2 separate regions of the Mus musculus genome follow, and region 1 is linked to region 2. Evidence: chromatin contacts called from public Hi-C data. All regions are on one chromosome and are shown on one strand. The core of a region is the stretch at or near the end of the contact, and the rest is flanking DNA. Distances in the headings are between cores, read along the strand shown.

Region 1 (5,991 bases), core at 2,857-5,356, 180 kb before region 2:
CTCACATGTCCTTTCCAATTTGTTTGCAATATGAGCAGGCCCTCTATGAAAGACCCTCGGAGCCAGCATCTATCTCTCACCTCCACTCACAGAATTTTGATCAGAATGAGATATGGTAGAAATAAGAGACCAAATCTACTTTCCTTGCTTGAACAAGTCCCCTCCCTCTTCAGAAATAAGTTTGTAAATCTTGCTGGGCCAAGCTTTGTTTGTTTACTTATTTGCCTTTGCATTGTCAGTTCTGTTCTGTCCCAAATAAAAAATGAGAGCAGAGAACACCCTTCTTCCTGATGTCCGAAAGAGCAGTTTACTTACGCCCAGCTGTTAGCATTACTTTGTCCTTCCCTGAACTCTTTAGTCAGACACATAATGCTAAGTTCTGCTTTTATAGCTTATTTTTCAGGTGTATTATTTATTTGTTCAGTCTTCTTCACAGGCACAAGGGCCTCCCGAGAACTTCAAAGATCACCACCAACAGGACACTGGCTCATCCTTTGCTGCTTCTTCACGGAGGGCAAAAGGAGCTGTAGAGTGGGCCAGCAAGAGGGGCATAATGGATGTGAGAAGGGCTAGATTCCAAGGTGCACGCTAAGATGGGATGCAAATCAAGTGTAGTTCATCAGGTGCCTTTCCAGCAGCTCCTGGATGGATCTCACCCTGGCTGTCATTCAAAATGGACAGTGCTCATGTGGGAAGACTTCATGTTTCTGTTTCAAGAGAACGAAGAAATCTTTCAGAAAGGAGACAGGGGCCAGAGGGTGTGTGTGAGGAAAGTACAGAGGGGAAGAAGGGGGAAAGAGAGGGAAAGGGAGAGAGAAGTAGAGGGGTGAAAGAAAAGTAGAGGGAGGAAGGAAGGGAGACAGAGACAGAGACACAATCACACCCCCTCCACCACTCCCAATATCTCTGTATTTATCCTTTCCACTTCATCTTTTGAAGTCAGAATCGTAGCCACTAGAGGGCAGCATGCAGTTAGGAAACAGCCACGGCTTTCTTTAAATAAATAAGGGCAACTATTCAGGGAAGGCCATTAAAGCCACACTGTGCTTGTGGTCACCAATTACACGTTCTGTAATGATCAATATGTCATGTTTACCCAATCTGAGCTGAAGGCTATCTGGGACTGAGGCTACCAAAGGCCCCCCTCTCTATGACACATTTAGGTTCCTTCTGCCTCCGTTTCAGGGGACTAGTCTTCCTTACCAGCCATGGTTAGTTTTAGCTCAGGGCTTTGGTTTTGGATTTGTTTTTTGTTTTTAAATACTACCTGCACAAATATAAAGAAGCATGCAAACCAATAAAAACAGATCCTCTCTTAGAAAAAGGAAACAAAAAGCACTTGTACCATGGGCACTCCCCCAAAGAAAAGTGACATCCATTGGCGTGGAGTTACCATTCTCTGGGAGCATATTTTAAGTTATTTTTATTTTTTGACTCAAGTGACCATTGGGTCAATACACAGAAATCATGGCTGCTGCTTTTTTAAAGGCAGGTTTTTCTTGCTTAAAACCCAATGAGTGTCTTCCGTCCCTTCTCAGAATATCTAGTCCAGAGTCATCACTCACACTGAGAACAGCAACCGAGTGACCTCCCATACTCTAAGAGACATTGGTATGTGCAGCTTCCACAGATATTAAGCCCAACCTGGTTTTAAAGTCCAGGAAATGGCATTCTAAACTAAAATCACATGGAATGAAAATAATTGAGAGGATTCAACCCAAGATGACAAAAACCAGTTACTTGGTTCTTCTCCCTCCACCCCAAGTAACACAGCGCAGAGTGCAGCAGAAGCCCTAGCAAGCAGGACAGGGCTCCTGCCCTCTTTCTAGGCATTCTCTCAATGTAACAGTCGTGTGACAAAGCAGCCACAAAGGAAAGGTGGGGCCCAGTTAATTAATTAGATTATTATCTCATGATTAAGTGGAAACTTTGAGTTCTCTCTCACCCATAAAAGCAACAGTCTCACTAGATTTGCCAGAGTGGCTGCAGTTGAGGGTTACCAGTGAGGATGACACAATCAGGAAGTAAGATGGGGGTGGGGGTGGGGGTGGGAGAAGTGAATGCTACTCAGAAACACAGCATCCTTCCTCTGCACAGACTTCAGAAGGGTTCAGACAGCAGATTCACACACACACCACCAAGCCCAAGCTACATCTTAGGTGTTCAACAAATAATTTGTATAGACTGGTGATGGAAGTCAGAAGGCAGCCTCATCTGTCATTTTTTCAATTTATTCTATCTTTTAAGACAGCCTTTTGGGGGGGGGTTACAGATTACCCATTCAGCTACAGTGGGTTTCCAGGACTCTCTAGGCTGGGGTGATAAGTACATAGCAATATGCCTGGCTTTATCACGCATGCTTGTCTTAAGAGATGGAACATGACTCCTCAGGTTTGCTTCCCACTGAGACGTCTCCCCATATCTAAGTTGATATTTGTGGACTGAGCACAATGGCCTAAGGGTGCTTCGGAGCCCATACATTTGACATGCCAAAGAGTTGGGTGTCCTCTCCCTAGGAACTGGTTCTCCTTGACTTTCTCTCCATGGGGACCATCCCCAAAACTTCCAATTTAGTGGGTCTGAGTCTGGGACGAGAAATTTGTTTCTTTTGGAAAATTCCCAGATAATGTTGCAGAATGATCTTTAAGAAAGTCTGTTCTAGAACAACCTAAAGGCCCCTCCCCACCCTGCCCTTTTCTTTGGTAAAGTAAATGCCCTCATTTTTATTCATATTTAAAGTTAGAGACACAAAGAATCTGGCTAGTTGAAGATCTTACTGTATTGCACTCTAGTAAATAGAAGTTTTATTTGCTTCCCAAGAGCAGCCAGAAAACAAATGGCACCTAAAACAGATAAGTAATGACTGACTGAAGCGAGGGACAGCTCTTGTCTAGCACAGTATCAGGCCCTTAGTTCAAACTTCAGCACTGAAATAAGAAAAAAAAAAAGATGCACAATATTTGGACATTCAAGCTTTCTCCCATTTTGGGGTTTTATTTTAGTGGCATGCTGATTGCATTAACAGGAGAAGAAAGCAGAGAATGGGGTAGGACTGGGGGTGAGCCTGTAAAACATGATTTATGAAGTACAGAGCAGGGGGAATTGGGAAAACAGCTTTCCAGATATCTTTGCTCCTCCTCCAAGCTGCCAGGCCCCTCTATGAACACACCTGAGAAGTGGGGTTTCCTGGCAGAGTGTGAACAGGGGTGCTGGCTGTGCTCTTAAGAAGACATTCACATTTTGGTTTCAGATCTGTTCTCATCGAGGGCTAGCATCAAAAGGTGGAGGCAGGGCTTTCTCTACAGTTCTGTGTGCTTCCTTGGGCTGAAATTTATCCAAGGAGTTATTGAAAATAAACCCAGGTTTTTAGAAAAGAGGTCAGGGAGGGGCAGGATGGAACTCTCAGACGAAATTAAGCAAATGTAGTAACAACTGAGATTGTTGTAATTCAAGCCCCTAAAGGGCTTCCTCCCTGAGCACACTGACCCAAACTCCGTCTGCCCTCCATTAAAATCCAAGTGAACTGGTTCTCCATAGATGATATCATAATCTTTCTTAGTTCTAGGGTAGTCAAAATTGCCTCTCTCAAAGAAAAACAAAGAGGATCTGTTGATATTTGATCTAATTGAATGAAATTTACATTGTCTGTCTCTCCCTTCCTCTTACCCACCCCTCCCCCCTTCTTCATTCCTTCCTTTCTTCTTTCTCCCACCCCTGCCTCTAGCTCTCTCTGTCCAAAAGTGTGTGTCCAAAAGTCTACTGTTGCAGAATCACAATACTTGGACACTAACAAACTGTACTCCTGAATGTCTTCAACTACCCATCCTCCACCTTCTTGACACATGCTTTTATGTATGTGTGTATATATACATGCACACATGTGTGTACATCAAGACAAAGAAGCACACAAGAGCACTAGAAACTTTCTGGACCCTATTTCTTGCTCAAGATGAAAGCCTAGTAAATACAAAGTACATTAGAAAGGCCTTCATTAGGGTTAGCCTCATTAAAACTTAATGAAGTTACCAGTCTCCCCAGCAATCTTACGAAGGTTTTATTTTGTTTTGTTTTGTTTTTTGCCTGTCAATGGAGCAGTCCCAGGCAGAGAAACAGTAGTGACAGTAGGTGATGCCAGGTGTTATCTGTCCCTGGAATGTACTACTTTGATGACTTAAGATATCACCCCCTTGTTTTAGTTTGACTCTTATTTGTCTGGATTCACCCTGTGGTAAGTTAACATGCCTCCATACTGGAAAAACAAAGATTGCCTATTGTCCAGTATAGCCTAATAGAATACATCTGGCTCTGACAGTTTGATGCCCAGCTCTGAGCCACATTCAGTAACACAAATTAACAGCATAGACATTGCCCACGCTGAGCAGGAAGCAATAACCAGCTACCTGCTACTTGGCCAAAATCTCATTATAAGCCATTACGGTAATTGAGGGCCAAGACTGTGGATATTACACTCCCTGTGCACCAGTGGTTAGTTGAGGAGAAGAAAGACTTGTAATGGAGGAGGTGGGGCAGACAGGAGAAGTGAGGCTGTCACCATGATGTTCTGTGGTGCTGGGGTAGGGAAGGGGTGTTCCTGAGCCATTTCTCTTCTTGCCTTTGAAGCCCACATGACCCCAGGAAGATGATGTAACTTTTGGTCGGCCTCCAACAATGCTATGCAATTAAAAATTGGTTTGAATAAGTAATGGGGACAGCCATAGAGGGAAGATAGGGCAAAACAAGACAGAATGTTCCATAAGTGAAAAGTATCTAAAGTGACGGGGCTCCAGGGGAAGCTGCCCACCCACCTTAGAATGCAGAGATTTTCTAGAGTTATTGCATTAGAAAGTGTGTAAAGCCAGTCCCTCCTCTGAAACCAGTATTCCGAGCCTCAAGGTCATTGCTAAACAAGCTGTAGTGGCTGTATCCTATACCCTAGGTCTCAGCAGAAGATTTCTGGGATTGATGATAGATCAAGATGGGTGAAAAGAGAAGGAAGACCAGGTTTTTCAATCAACTTGGATTTTGGGACAATGAAGATGGTTTTAGACATGGCAGTAATGGTGATAACAGGGAAGAGTCATTCAGGGCAGGGAGAGAAGTTAATGGCGAGTGTATTAGGGACCTCCAGATTCTCACTGCTGCCCATCTTGCTGTGGTTTGGATCATAAATGTCCCTCATGGACCTCTAACACAATAGTCTCTCTCACAGATGTTGGCACATAATGGAGCCTTAGTGGAAGCAGTTAGATATGATGGCTGACTGGCAACAGATGGGGCTGAGAAGCGCATGTGAAGGTTTTCCCGGGGAACATTATGACGTCAAGATTTCCTCTCTTGCCTAATCTCAGAGGCTGGGATCCAGGAAAGGGTGACAAAATCTGTAAATATGAGTGTACCCTCCCTGGTCTTCCTGTGCCCATGAGATGGGCCTCTTTGCCACATCTTTCTTGCCATGATCAACTAAAACCATGAATCAAATGAAGCCCTTTCTCCGTTTACTTATTTTGCTCATGTATTCTGTCACCACAGTGCAAACACTCCAAGGTTATTGTAGGCATAGTCTTGGAGAGGGGGACAGAGGGACCTGTCCCCTTTTATGTATTCCTTTTGTACCCACTCTGTAAGGTGCATGGTTTGCTATGCTGCAAGTTCTTACACGGTATACCACCTTACCACAGGTCCAAAAGCAACAGGGCCAGCTGATTACAGATAGAATCTCCTAAGCCATCTGCTTTAATTGTCACTTGTCCCAAGCATCTGGTCATGGTGACAGAAAGCTGACAGACACAAACACTGACAGATCAGTGACACCCCAAGTCACCAAGCACGGGATAAGCTTATAGAAATTTTAAATAACAACATTCCTTCCTGTCTTGTGTCATCCATAGATACCACTGTAAGGTGAAAATAAGCCTTACTAAACAAGCCATTGAGGCTGTGTCCTATACCCTAAGCAAAGGGTTCCTGGTTATAGACACTTTAACTAACATA
Region 2 (6,574 bases), core at 2,303-4,802:
CGAGCTAAACAAAGAATTCTCAACTGAGGAATACGGAATGGCTGAGAAGCAACTAAAAAATGTTCAACATCCTTAATCATCAGGGAAATGCAAATCCAAACAACCCTGAGATTCCACCTCACACCAGTCAGAATGGCTAAGATCAAAAACTCAGGTGACAGCAGATGCTGGCGAGGATGTGGAGAAATAGGAACACTCCTCCATTGCTGGTAGGATTGCAAGCTTGTACAACCACTCTGGAAATCAGTTTGGTGGTTCCTCAGAAAACTGGACATAATACTACCGTAAGATCCAGCAATACCTCTCCTGGGCATATACCCAGAAGATGCTCCAACATGTAACAAGGACACATGCTCCACTATGTTCATAGCACCCTTATTTATAATAGCCAGAGGCTGAAAAGAACCAAGATGTCCCTCAACAGAAGAATGGATTCAGAAAATGTGGTACATTTATACAATGGAGTACTACTCAGCTATTAAAAACAATGAATTTATGAAATTCTTAGGCAAATGGATGAGACTAGAAAGTATCATCCTGAGTGAGGTAACCTAATCACAAAAGAACACACATGGTATGCACTCACTAATAAGTGGATATTAGCCCAGAAGCTCGAAATATCCAAGATACTATTCGCAAAACACATGAAATTCATGAAGAAAGAAGACCTAAGTGTGGATACTTTTATCCTTCTTAGAAGGGGGGGGGGGGACAAAATACCCATGGAAGGTGTTACAAAGACAAAGTGTGGAGCAGATACTGAATGAATGACCATATAGAGACTGCCCCATCTAGAGATCCATCCCATATACAACGACCAAACCCAGACACTATTGTGGATGCCAACAAGATCTTGCTGAAAGAAGCCTGATATAGCTGTCTCCTGAGAGGTTCTGCCAGTGCCTGACAAATATAGAAGTGGATGCTGTCAGCCAGCCTTTGGATGGAGCACAGGGTCTCCAATGAAGGAACTAGAGAAAGTACCCAAGGAGCTAAAGGGGTTTGCAGCCCCATAGGAGGAACAACAATATGAACTAACCAGTTCCCCCAGAGTTCCCTGGGACTAAACCACCAATCCAAGAAAACACATGGTACGACTCATGGTTGTAGCTGCTTATGTAGCAGAGGATGGCCTAGTCGGTCATGAATGGGAGGAGAGACTCGGTCCTGTGAAGGTTCTATGCCCCAGTATAGGGGAATGCCAGGGCCAGGAAGCAGGAGTGGGTGGGTTTGTGAGCAGGGGGATGGGGGGGTATGGGTTTTCAGAGGGGAAACCAGGAAAGGGGGATAACATTTGAAATGTAAATAAAGAAAATATTTAATTAAAAAAAAAGACATAGAAATAGAAAGGGGAAAACATGAGAAGAAAGAAAATAGAGAAAGTGAGGGTAGTGGAATGTGAATAACAGAAATACATTATGTACATGCATGCAAATGTCATAATAAGCCTCACTGTTATATACAATTAATACATTAAGAAAAACATTAAAAAATAAAACAAACCAACTTCTCAGGCACCAAAGCCTACTGCAAGACTGCCTTACCACTAAAGATAAGGGACTTTTCGAAGAATGACTGTCAAGGACAAAATATGAAAATTAATAAAAAATGCGGCTTGCCCTCCACATTTGACCTTCACAGAAATGGACACGAGGCTTCACTTTTGTGGCCTTGAATTTGGGCCATGCCCAGACTTTCTAATGCTACTCAAGTCCTCTCTAACTCAGTATTTAAGCCAGCATCTGAAGCTGGTCCCATGTCTTTTCTGCCCACCATCCATATTCATAACAGGCTTTACACTGTAGGCAGCTCACAAAGCTCCCATGCCATCCATGGATGAGGATGAGGTGGGACAGCTCCATAACAACCGTGCACTCAGAGCATCAGCTCACAATGTACCTGGGGTTGGAAGATCTTTAGGTCATTAAAAGCAAGTGGAAAGGATCTTAGGCTTTGCGATCATGGAGACCAGCAATACCTTTAGGTATCCGCATAAGAGGAGCTGGCCCCAGAAGAGCACATATGCCAATAGAACGTGTTATTCTACTTCATTATATCTGGTTGTTGGCACCCTAACATGTATGTGACACGTATTCAAACAGAATCACCTGATTCTCATACTGTGAGGTGCACATGAATGTATCCGGAATCTCTCAGTAACAGGAGGCAGGTTTCTTTAAGGGAAAAATTGGGGTTTGGGGATATTGGTGTCTTTGTCCCACCTCATCCATAAAACCTTCTATGACAACCCTGGACTGCTCTGTCCTTGTTTTGCTGCCTCTGTGTCTTCCCTATTCCCAGCTCCCCTCACTTTGGCACATACACAAGACCTTATCTTGCCACATGATACGTGTTTCATAAACACATCATCTTCCCTCCGAGCCACAAGCTCCGCAAGGGCAAAGACCACGTTTGATATTTATTTTCTATGTCCCATGGCACACAGCATAGCATGAGGCCCAGGGCAGGCTCAGGATCTGTACCTGTTGAACTGAGTTGAATTTTAAGGATAGTTTGCTGTTGCCAGTGACAATATTATTCAGAGACTCATCAAAAGGCAGAGCTGGCTGCTTCTCCCACCCTCCTCTACTCACCCAGATGAAGACTACAGGCCTTCACACTTTTAAGTGCTAGTTAGGAATCAGAATCAGAAAGCAGCTGGTGACTTTCAAGCAGATTGTATTTCAGCAATGGATTGTGGGAATTGATAGATTACCCACCAGAGACTCTTGGCCAAACCCTTTGGTGTTATCTGGAATAAAAGGGTAGTTCAGAGATATGCCAAGTATCAATTTCCAATTACTCTCTCCTGACACAATTCTGCCTCTTGCAGAAACTCCCAGGGGATCTGCTGTCCCCTATCAGCCCAGATCTGGCTTAGCTTTCAGTCAAACAGGTACCACTAGGCAGCACCCTGTTTGGCCTCAGTGTGACAGTGTCCTCCTTTGACACACAGGCTCCCTTTTGAAGTCTTCAGTATTGGCTTATACTCTCACTGGAGAGCCAGCTGAAGTGTGAAAGGCCTTTTAATATTATACTGTGAACAACATGTGTCAGGAGGGGATGGGGATAACTCTAACACCTGCAGCAAGCTGCTGTCACCAAGGTTTCCCAAACCTTAATTTGCATCTGGATGTTGAATGTGGAAACAAAGACTCCTGCCTGACTTGTACAACTTCAACTGTAACCAGCAGGGGAAAGAAATAAGAGTCCCTATGGTTTTGACTTTGATATTCAAACACAGAACAGCATTTCCACCCTCCAGATCACAGACAGCCGACCACAAACTAATTTTTAAAATCTTTGGTATTAGAGAATGTAAAAACTGAGGATCTGCAAAAAGCCAGAAATCACATGTCTCCTTTATTACAAAGTAATGGAACAGAATTTGGAAAAACCAGGAAACATCTCCAGGTCCATAAATCAGCCCCATTGGAAGAGAGCGCAAATGGCTAGCACCTGGAATGAGCCTTCATCTGCAGCAGGGGCTCAGCCTAAAGAATAGAACTCCGGGCCAAGGCTCCAGACCATGCTCTGTGATTAATGACTTGAGCGAAAGGTCTCAGTTGAGACTGAACAATTAGCTTGTTCCCTGCACAGCCCAGAACTCTGCACAGCGGAACTATGTCTTCCCTGATTGTTCAGATTGACCTAAATGCAAGCCAGCCCAAGGAGCCTCGGATGTGTCATCGTCAGGCTGTGGTGGTCAGGAGGGGCCTGGCATTCATCAGGATTACTTTAGTCAAATCATCTGCGTTGACTCTGCCTGCATGCCACAACCTTTACGCTCCTTTTCAAGTTCAAGAACCATCTTAAATGAGGCCGCAGCATTGGCCTCAATCTGTTGGTGGGGAGGGAGGAGCCCTCATCTCAGAGGATTACAAAGGGACAGCATATGGCCTGGATCATTTCTGTTCTTTCGGGGGTGGGGGGGAGGGAACTTCTAAGGGAAATTGAAGACCCTTGAGATTAATGGCTGCTCCTGCCCGGCCTGTATTATCCACCTCCCAATAGTTTTCTCTGGTCTCTTTCGTGTCTTCCAAAGCATTTTGGTTACACCAGTCTCTCCCCCTATAATCAGCAGCTAGACTCTGCAAGAGCTAGAGCTTCATGCAAGTCCCCTGGATGCTTTCTCTTTCCAGTGGTGGGCTGATGATGAGCAAGCAAGGTGGTAGTTCCAGAACCTGATTCCGAAGGTGCAGGTACAAGGAGGGGAATAGTCAAGGGGTCAGGCTTCCTTGTTTTCCATCTCTTCAAACTGATTTGATTTGGGGGTGGGGGAAACAGGTCTACCAAAAGTAGATAGTGCCCGAATTCCAGAAAGGCTTGGAGGGCCTGAGCAGCCGGCCACCTTGCAGACCATCTGCTGTACTGACACGCAGCAGGTCCTCGTCCTGCTACCTCTTGGCTCTCAACTTTGTCTACAAGCACTTTCCTCAGTGAAAGCGCCTGCCTTTAGAAGCTGAAAAGCATGAATAAAACACAAAGAACTTGATAGTAACTATAGAGGTAGCCGCACTCAAACCCGTGGGCCGCATCTTCCTCAGCACACTTAGGACAACTGCCTCCATCACTCTACCAAGGCAGTGTCATCACTGTCCCCATTCTGAAGACAGGGAGACATGGAGCAAGTGAGTGTCTTGTTAGTCACCAAGGCAGTATGTGAAAAGGTCAGGGCAGGACTCCATCAGACCTTGTTCTTCCGTGCTCCATGCTATGGTTGACAGCTGCCTCTGTCTCTGGGCAGTATGAGTGTGCAGTCCCTGCTGTTGACAAAGTTGGGGAAGAACTAACAGCATCTGCTGAGGAAGTCCGGCTTGCTAAATCCTGTCTCTGCCATGCCATGCAGGACCTCAAGTCTCGAAGATCACTGTCCTCTCTCATGAAGAAGTGGGATCACAAGATCTCTCTCACTGTGCGTGGGGTGGGGGATAGATGAAGTTCTGTATAGGTCTCAGCACAATGCCTACAAAGGATGGGATGGGGTAATGGCAGCTGTCGTTAGTAATGATCAAAGATGCTGTTATTCTTTGAAGGGACACAGCATGACTGACGAATGAGGCAGAAACAGTGTCAGATAGGAGGGAAGAGAGGTTGATGTGGAAACGCAGGTCCTTATAGTGGCCTCAGAGAGGCAAAATCTGTAGAAATTTCAAAAGTACACATAAGGACTACTTAGCTTCCTGGGCTTCTTCTTTCTATATGATTCTTAGTTCATTTATCTCGATGAAAGGAGTAATTTTGTTATTATTTGCATGTGTTTACATGTGTGTACAGGTCCATGTGTGTATGTGCACATGTGCTTGTGCATGTGTGTGTGTGCCTGTGTGTGTCTGTTTCTGTGTGTCTGTGTGTAGGCCAGGAGTCAATGTCAGGTGTGTTCCTCAATTGCTCACCACATTATTGTTTTGAGACAGGGTCTGTCACTGAAGCCAGACCTGGCTGATTCAGCTAGACTGCAAGCCCCAGAGACCCTCCATCTCCCCAGCTATACAGTTACTGGGTTGCAGTGTCAGACTCTAGTTTTATGTGGATTCTGGAATGATGAATTCAGATCCACATACTGGTATGGCAAACATTTTATAAACTGAGTCATTTCTCTTGGCTTTCTAATTTTGATGAATATATTTTTAAAATATATGTACACACACACACACACAAACACACACACATTGAGATAGAAATAAAAAAAGAGATGGCCAGACTGAGGGAATTATAATAGTGTTCCTTTACTCCTGGTATAAGAACAAGGCAGCCCCGTGTCCTTCCTCGACCTGTGTGGCTGCTCCGGGGTGAAGCAGGCATTGCATCCTTCGCTCTGCATTCTCCTCATGCTCTTGGCAACCCCTGACACATCACATTCTCCGCATCAATAAGGACCAGTGCCAGTTCACACTAAATTGCCTTTGACTACATTTAACTGATCTAGTGTTTTTTTATGATTCTTTCCTGTTGTACCATTTTTCACTTTTGACTTTATAATTCTCTGCTGACTTTAAATAGCACTTCACCAGACTACCCTGGATGATTCTTAATAGAGATTTAGGGGATAGGTTGTGTTGTGGTTAGGATTCAGACTCTCCTTCAGCAACAAGGAGAAATTAACTAGGTGGTTTTGTCCCGAGTGCCCATTTATACAGGGAATGGACGGAGGGTTTATCTTCTTCAGAGCCTTGTAATCATGACACTGCAAGATGATGTTCAAGAAATAAAAAGTTTGTAGTGATAGCTTCTACATCACAAAACCACCATACATGTTCCCTGCAGCTTTGCGTGGCTGGGATAATAGACCAGACAGCAGTTGAATTACTTACTGAATGGCAGGGAAGATTTGCCCAAATTCTATCCTATGACCCAGACAAGGCTCGGTCCCCTGAAGAGGGAGAACTAACTCACATGACCCTATGCCAACATTACAGTGTCTCTGGTCTCTACAGAGTCCTTCCCAGAAAACCCTGAAGCCAGGTAGCCTTTAGCCCCAGGAAGAGGTGCTATGAAGAGGAAAATGATTAGACAGAAAGTCCCTAAAACAAACCTTTGTGTGTGTGTGTGTGTGTGTGTGTGTGTGTGTGTG

The links. A called contact is a pair of places that touch in the nucleus more often than the background predicts.
Region 1: a Hi-C map of the N1E-115 cell line shows a contact between it and region 2, with 9 times the contacts expected there. The contact joins two enhancer-like sites. A contact is called at or near these places in 10 of 484 Hi-C or Micro-C datasets (the BV-2 cell line, the N1E-115 cell line, beige adipocytes and 6 more) and 1 of 115 datasets of contacts at active chromatin or transcription factors (neural progenitor cells).

Annotation. Positions count from the first base shown.
Region 1 is chr14:23,041,551-23,047,541 of GRCm38.p6, reverse strand. The region is part of intron 6 of Lrmda (leucine rich melanocyte differentiation associated); the gene reads right to left. The region is part of intron 2 of Gm10248 (predicted gene 10248); the gene reads left to right. Among named protein-coding and RNA genes, the nearest start is that of Gm10248, 50 kb to the left of the region's middle. Within about 2 kb of position 4,106, at least 3 of the 459 cell types and tissues checked have an H3K27ac peak or open chromatin away from gene starts, as enhancers often do. A contact at or near this core is called in the N1E-115 cell line, where this site is marked.
Region 2 is chr14:22,861,324-22,867,897 of GRCm38.p6, reverse strand. The region is part of intron 6 of Lrmda (leucine rich melanocyte differentiation associated); the gene reads right to left. Among named protein-coding and RNA genes, the nearest start is that of Gm30926, 63 kb to the right of the region's middle. Within about 2 kb of position 3,552, at least 16 of the 459 cell types and tissues checked have an H3K27ac peak or open chromatin away from gene starts, as enhancers often do. A contact at or near this core is called in the N1E-115 cell line, where this site is marked.